Linked DNA regions of Ovis aries: region 1 is linked to region 2. A link is a contact called in public Hi-C data. All regions are on one chromosome and are shown on one strand. The core of a region is the stretch at or near the end of the contact, and the rest is flanking DNA. Distances in the headings are between cores, read along the strand shown.

Evidence for each region. Hi-C and Micro-C count contacts between places; a contact is called where the count stands out from the background.
Region 1: a contact with region 2 is called in a Hi-C map of liver, with 4 times the contacts expected there. The contact joins the enhancer-like site here to the promoter of KCP in region 2. A contact is called at or near these places in 11 of 16 Hi-C or Micro-C datasets (blood, hypothalamus, liver and 5 more).

What each region holds. Positions count from the first base shown.
Region 1 is chr4:94,713,422-94,716,904 of ARS-UI_Ramb_v3.0, reverse strand. No RefSeq gene overlaps it. Among named protein-coding and RNA genes, the nearest start is that of TNPO3, 23 kb to the right of the region's middle. Within about 2 kb of position 1,749, at least 3 of the 54 cell types and tissues checked have an H3K27ac peak or open chromatin away from gene starts, as enhancers often do. A contact at or near this core is called in liver, where this site is marked.
Region 2 is chr4:94,572,022-94,575,622 of ARS-UI_Ramb_v3.0, reverse strand. KCP (kielin cysteine rich BMP regulator) reads left to right here and starts at 1,806. Exons shown (of 48, transcript XM_042248800.2): 1 at 1,806-1,913. The coding sequence starts at 1,835.

The DNA of each region.
Region 1 (3,483 bases), core at 500-2,999, 140 kb before region 2:
ATCACTCAGTACAAGGACATTTCGGCTTTAAATTGTTTGCCTAAAAGCACTGAATAGGCCACTTGACCAAAGAAGATATCCAAATCAAATGGCTGATAAACTCATGAAAAGGTGCTCAACTTCAATAGTCATCAGGGAAATGTAAATTCAAATTATAAGGCAATACCATTACCCACCTACTAGGATGACTAAAATGAAAAACAACCTATCAACGTTGCCAAGAACACGAAGCAACAGAAGCTCTCAAACATTGCTGGTGGGAATGTAAATTAGCACCTACAACACTTTGAAAATCTGTTTGGCAGTGTCAGTGAAAGCAATCCCACGACCAGGCAATTCCACTTTTAGTTAAAGCCAACAGAAATGTGGGCTTTTATTTCCCAAAAGCTATGTGGAAGCTATGTAGGGGAATGTTCACAGAAGCATTCTTTTTTTTTTTTAATTACAGTATAGTTGATTTATAATGTGTTAATTTCTGGTAAATGGCAAAGTGATTCAGTTATACATATATACTTTTAAGTTTATATATGTGTGTGTGCGTTAAGTCCACTCAGTCATGTCTAACTTTGTGACCCCATGGACGGTACTCCTACCAGGCTCCTCTCTCCATGGGATTTCCCAGGCAAGAATACTGGAGTGAGTTGCCATTTTCCTACTCCTATATATATATATATATATATTTCCTACTCCCTATATATATAGGGCTTCCCAGGTGCCTCAGAATCCACCTACCAATGCAGAAGCCACAGGAGATGCAGGTTTGATCCCTGGGTTGGAAAGATCCCCTGGAGGGGGAAATGGCAACCTGCTTCAGTATTCTTGCCTGGAGAATTCCATGGACAGAGGAGCCTGACAGGCTACAGTCTATGGGTCAAAAAGAGTCGGACATAACTGAGACACTTAGCACACACATACTTATGATTTGTGCATTTTTCTATGTCTATGTTAATTTGATTAATTTTAAAGAGTGCTGAAATAAAAAAATAGTTGTTATACTTACGCTGTGCTGCTTTGGTCAGATGATTTGTTTTATCTCCTTGTGGAGAAAAGTCCTGGCGTGTTTAAGGTTCCGTTTGTCACCACACAGCAGAAAAAAGTTAACGGGCTCTTCAGTTCAGTTCAGTTCAGTCACTCAGTGGGCTCTTACAGGGGCCAAAGTCAGCTACAAGGTCCTGCAATTAAACAATAAGGGAAGGTCAGGTTCACCCTTATGCAAAATACAAGAAGAGCATTTACATAGGTTGTTAGTTTCCAGTTTTTCCTTCTCATTCTGGAATCAGGTGGGTGGATGATGTGAAAGGAAGTGAGAATGGATCACACAAGATGTTTGTGAAAACATCTTGTATACTGCAAAGCATTAGGAAAATAAATTATTAATAGAGGGCAAGGAGAATCTGCCTGCAATTCGGGAGACCCAGGTTCAATCCCTGGGTCAGGAAGATCCCCTGGAGGAGGGCGTGGCAACCCACTCCAGCATTCTTGCCTGGAGAATCCCATGGACAGAGGAAGCTGGCAAGACAGACACATTGTGTGCATGGGGTCACAAAGAGTCAGACACGACTCAACGAGTAATACTAGAGTTAGTGGGAGGACTGGTTTGGGGAGGCAGAAAGGAATTGTAAAGTAGAAAGAGACAATGAGGAAAAACGGTGATATCTTTATTTTCTTCCTTCTCTCACCTGCTCCCTCTGACCCAGGGGAACTTTGGGCCTTCTCGGCGGTATTGCCCCCGGCATTTGTTCTCCCCAACAGGCAGAGTCCCGTTCTCCGCCGCAAGAGGGCGGTGTTGCTACACTGAGCTGGGGTCTCAACCGGAGGAGAATGGAGAGGATTTTTGCCCTGAGCTCTGGGGAAATGGCCTGGATTTAATCTGGTTTTGAGGCGCCCAAATGGGCAAATCCTGCTTTGGCCCGCCCTGCCCCAAGCGAGCTATTAGGAAGCTGAGGAGTTGGAGGGCAAGGAAGCATTTTTTCACGTTGTAATTACTCTCTGGTGTATTCAAACGGTAGGGCACGGGGCTAGGAAGTTCAGGAGTGCTTTTTTCCTGCAGGTGAGTGGAAAATAGTCTTTGCAACAACTCCTTGCAGAGTCCAAGTCTCTATGGACCAGCTTCATGGGGACTTTCAAAAGGAGAATATTGATACAATAGATCTTTTTGAAAAGATTTCCCATCAACATTTTCCCTAACTGTTGAGCAATCTTCCCCTCCCCTTTCCCTCTTTTCCCCCTTCCCCATGATCTAGCTCTGACTTCTCCCTTCCGACTCCATATAAATCACACAAAGCAAAGCCAGAAGGAACCTAAAAGATCACTTATTCATTTGTGTCTCAAATTATGCACAAGGATCACCAGCATAACTGTCATCAGCTAGGTGCTTGTTTAAAATGTAGACAGGACCTTACCCCAGATTTATTGAGTTGGGTCCACTGGTTGGGCTAGATACCTGAATTTTTTTAAACAGACACACACACAGAGCCCCCTGCACTACATGAAGATAATGGTAGACACTGAATGCTGAGTTCTTGTTTAGTTCAGCCTCCTCAATTTGCAGTGAAAGAAACAAAACAGACGAACTTCAGTTGACTTGCCGAAGGTTACCCAGCTGGTTTGCATCATCCTTGTAATTTGAGACCCTGAACCCTGAGCTCACACTAGTAGCCTTCATTTTTCTGAGAGCCCTAGAGTTTTGAAGTGCTATGGGAGTTCTACGAATGTTTGATTGTAAAGTGACCTGCTTAAAAGTAAAAAAACAAAACAAAACAAAAACACCTGTTATCATTTGCAACTTCTTTTAGTGAGAATTGGGGCCTTCCCTGGTAGCTCAGACAATAAACAATCTGCCTGCAATGCTGGAGACCCTGGGTCAGAAAGATCCCCTGGAGAAAGAAATGGATTCAACCCACTCCAGTATTCTTGCCTGAAGAACCCCATGGACAGAGGAGCCTGGAGGGCTACAGTCCATGGGATCGCCAACAGCTGGACATGACTGAGCGACTAACACTAACTAATAGTGAGAATCAGGGTGTTTGTGTGTGTGTGTTTAAATACCACATCAGCAATTGTCATCCTTTATCCCCATTTAATTACTACAAAGTCCCACTGTTACTGACTGGCTTAAATAAAATGAACTTTTTTTTCCTGTTTTATATATATTTGGATTCTGTGAAAAACTTCGTTTGACAAAACAATTCTGCTGCTTATATGAAATTTAGTGGGCATGGATTAAGCTCTGTGAACACAATGTTAAGCACTGTAAAAATAAATGAAGTGAAGAAGTGAAGTGAAGTCACTCAGTTGTGTCCGACTCTTTGCGACCCCGTGGACTGTAGCCCGCCAGGCTCCTCCGACCATGGGATTCTTCAGGCAAGAGTACTGGAGTGGGTTGCCATTTCCTTCTCCAGGGATCTTCCCGGCCATCACCCGAATGAGAAGCAGAAGCTATTTACTCAGAGCTCTGCTACAGCCAGGGCGTCAACCACCATC
Region 2 (3,601 bases), core at 557-3,056:
GAAGTGAATGTAGTCACCCAAGGGCAGGGATGTTCTCCAGCGATACTCAGGTGCTCTGACAGAGGACGGAGGGGATGGAGTGGGCACAGTGGGAGGGTAAGGGTGTGGGGGGTTGGCTAGAGCAGGAAGCAGCTGGGAGCTGGGGTGGCTGGGGCGGGTGCTTGGGCTCCTGGTGGTGATATGGAGTACGGGCCCTGGGGCCCCAAGGGCCTGGCATTGAATCCAGGCTCCGTGGTTTACTCCCAGGGTGACTTACCTGACTTCTCAGATTCTTCATCTGTAAAGCGGGAATGATGGGGTGACCGACATCCCAGAGGAGAAGCGATAAGACCTAATGCCTATGTGCCAGGCCCTGTGCTGAGTCCTCTTCCCAGCTAACTTACTAAGCCTCACACACCGATGAGGTGGGTGCCATTAGAGCCACAGAGAAGAAAAAGTAGCCACTGAAAGTTAAACGACTTGTCTGAGGTCACAGCAGAGAGCATCAGACTCTGGACTGACCTGGAGTCTGCTCTTAGCCTCTCCTCCACCCAGCCTCCCGGGGCCCTGCTTCTGACAGACATCACTTTCCTTAACCCTGGTGGGAGCACAGCTGCCACTTCCTCGTTCCTCTTCCAGCCAGCTGGCCCTGGCGCTCTTCTGCTCCCGGGAGCCTGGCTCCAGGCTTAGCCAGGCCTGGTCTCAGTACTGGCCCATAGCTGCCCTCCCTGTCCCCTGCTGCCATCTGCTGGGGACCTTTCAGGGGTCCACACTCAGGGTGGGGGCGTTGGGCGGGGGAGGAGACATACCTTTCCCTTGGGGGGGTAGGGGGCAGGGGGAGGGAACGACTGCTATGGCGGGATTCGTGGCTCCACCCTCCATGTCCCTGGCCTGTGAGCTGGGGCCCATTCCCACCTCCCCTGCTTCCCAGCTGCACCAAGGAGTTTCCCAGGCTTGAGGTCCACGTGACCAGTGTCTCTCACTTCCTCCCTTCTTCCCCCTCCCCCTGCAGAGCCCAGGGCCTAGCCCGGCCCCCTGCCTGGACTCACAACGCCCCCCTCCCGAGGCCAGGCCTGAGCCCAAGATCTGGAAATGGGTTGGGGAAGGAAAGTCTTGGCATTTGGGGCCCAACCTGGGGCTATCAGGGTAGATGGGAATGGTGGGTAGAGTCCAGGAAAGAAATGCAGAGGTGGAGAGAGGAGGAGGAAACCAGGAGTCCTTGACTTTGGAGACCTGGAGCATCACCACTTGTTTTCCTTTGTTTACTGAGCACTTAGTCTGTGCCAGCCACTACCCTACCCTAAATTCCTTATCTCCATAGTTTCGCTTAGTCCTCACTGCAAGTCTATACAAGTAGATATTATGGCCAGTTTACAAATAGGGAAACTGAGGCATGAAGTTAGAGGCTTATGGGCACGTGGAGTTGGCTGAGCCGGGATTTGAACCCAGCTCATTTTGCTTCTCCTATACACAGGTGAAGAAGGGAACCCCAGGGTGGCAGAGTGACCCAAGGGTCAGGGAGACCAGCGGTCCCAGAGCCCGAGAGTGACGAATTTGTGGGGTTTTTTTTTTAGGGTTGGCTCCTGGACCTTATGCAGGAGAAGTCACCCCCACTTGCTTCCAGCTTCTGGCCCCCCCAGGCACTCTCCTGCACCTCTGATCCAGGGCTGGGTCAGGATGGGGCCTAGGGGCCCCGGGTGGAGGTGCCATGAGGGAGGCAGGCACCACAGGCCTGGATGACAGACACCAGAAGCCCTCCCTGAACAAAGGCTGGGTGGGAGGCGGCCTGGTGTGTCCCCACCCCCCCTCCCAGTGCCTGCTGAGCCAAGACCACAGTCAGCAAGGCGGGGCGAGCATGGCCAGAGCCGCTGCCGTCCTGCTGTCCCTCATTCTGCAGCTCACGAGCGGGACACTGGCCCCAGGGACCGGCCGAGGTAAGTTGGGGTGCTGAGGGTTTGGGGACAGCCAGGTGGGACCTCACCTCTTGCTCAGCCCAGTCTGAGGGGACAGCTGGGCTGGGAGGGGGCTGCCTCCCGGGGCCCTGCCTTGCGGTATGTTCACCTCTCCAGCCGGCCTGAGTCCTCCCCATCGGTGGAGGAGCGAACGTGGGGGCGGCAGCACGGAGACTATGGCATGGGGTTCCGGGGTCCCGGAGCAGGAGGGGGCTTCCTGCTCTGGCCTCGGGAGGAATTCCTGCAGGCAGCGGTGGGGGAGAGGCTGCCCTGGAATCTGGGAGTCTGAAGTTAATTATTTGTCTCGAGAACGGAGGGGAAAAAAAAGAAGGTCCGCCATGGGAACTGGCTTTGAGTGTCTGTATCTGGCTTTCCTCCAGCAGGACCGGCAGGAATAGAGGGGTCAGTGCATGGATTGTGTCGGGCAGGGGTGGGGGCGGGGAAGGGAGGGGAGCTGAGGACAGTTCCATGGGGAGCAATCAGGCTTTGCACAACAACCAGGAGCTCTTCTCTGCAGGTCTCTCCAGGCGAAAGACTGGCCGGATCTTCCCTGAGGGTCCCAGAGGACCCCAGCTTCTCCTGACCCCCTGACTGTGTTTGCTTCAGCAGGCGGGCTGTGGCCTGAAAGAAGGAATCATGGGGCATGGGGTGTAGAGCTGGGGTGAAGGGTGTAAGATACCAGGACCACCTTTGGCCACCCTTCATGGGGCCGGGAAGGGAGCTGGATCCCACACCAGGACAGAGGGCCATTCCAAGTGATGACACCCTTCCCAAGGTATGGGTGTTGGGGGGTAGGAGAGTAGGCTGAAAAGATAACGGGCACTTGGGAAAGGTCACATTTGGATTTGCCTTCAGATGTGGGATTTAAACCAACTGTGCCAGGAGAAGAGGAGCAGCTGGAGGCAGGGAGATTTCAGCCTCAAGAGTGGAGATAAGAGGGGAGAGGAGTGGAGCTGGGGAGATGGGGTGGGGGGATAACCGGCTGAGACCAGAGACTGATGGGGTTTGGGAGGGGTACCAAGAGGGCAACCAAGCCCCAGATTTCTAGGTAGGTGGGGGTGGCATCAAGCTTCCCAGGTGGCACTAGTGGTAAAGAACCTACCTGTCAATGCAGGAGACCTAAGAGACGCAGGTTCGATCTCTGGGTCAGGAAGATCTCCTGGAGGAGGAAATGGCAACCCACCCCAGTGTTCTTGCCTGGAGAATCCCATGGACAGAGGAACCTGGTGGGCTACAATCCACGGGGTCGCAAAGTCAGGCACGACCAAAGCAACTTAGCACGCACCACAAAGGTGGCATTAACCAAGCCAGGGAACTCAGGACAAAGCAGGTTTGGACAAAAGAAGACAATTTAGGTTTCGGACCAGACTCTCCAACCCACTTTGGTGGAGGCAGTCGGGGGCTGGGGAGTGAGCAACATTGTGCCCTTGCTTCACTGGACTAGCAATCACCAGAAGCCCTTTCAGCCACCCAGGCCAGCCTCACTAATGAGATGCCTCTGCGGAAGGACTCTTCCCTGTCCCTCCTCCCCTTCCTCCTCCTCACCCCCTTTCCGCTCCAGACCTCTGCTGCCCGGCCCACCTCACCCAGAGGAGGGATGATGTTTGGGAACCAAGCCTGGAGTCAGACAATCCCCATCTGCATAATCTTTATTTTCCTGACTGGAATAG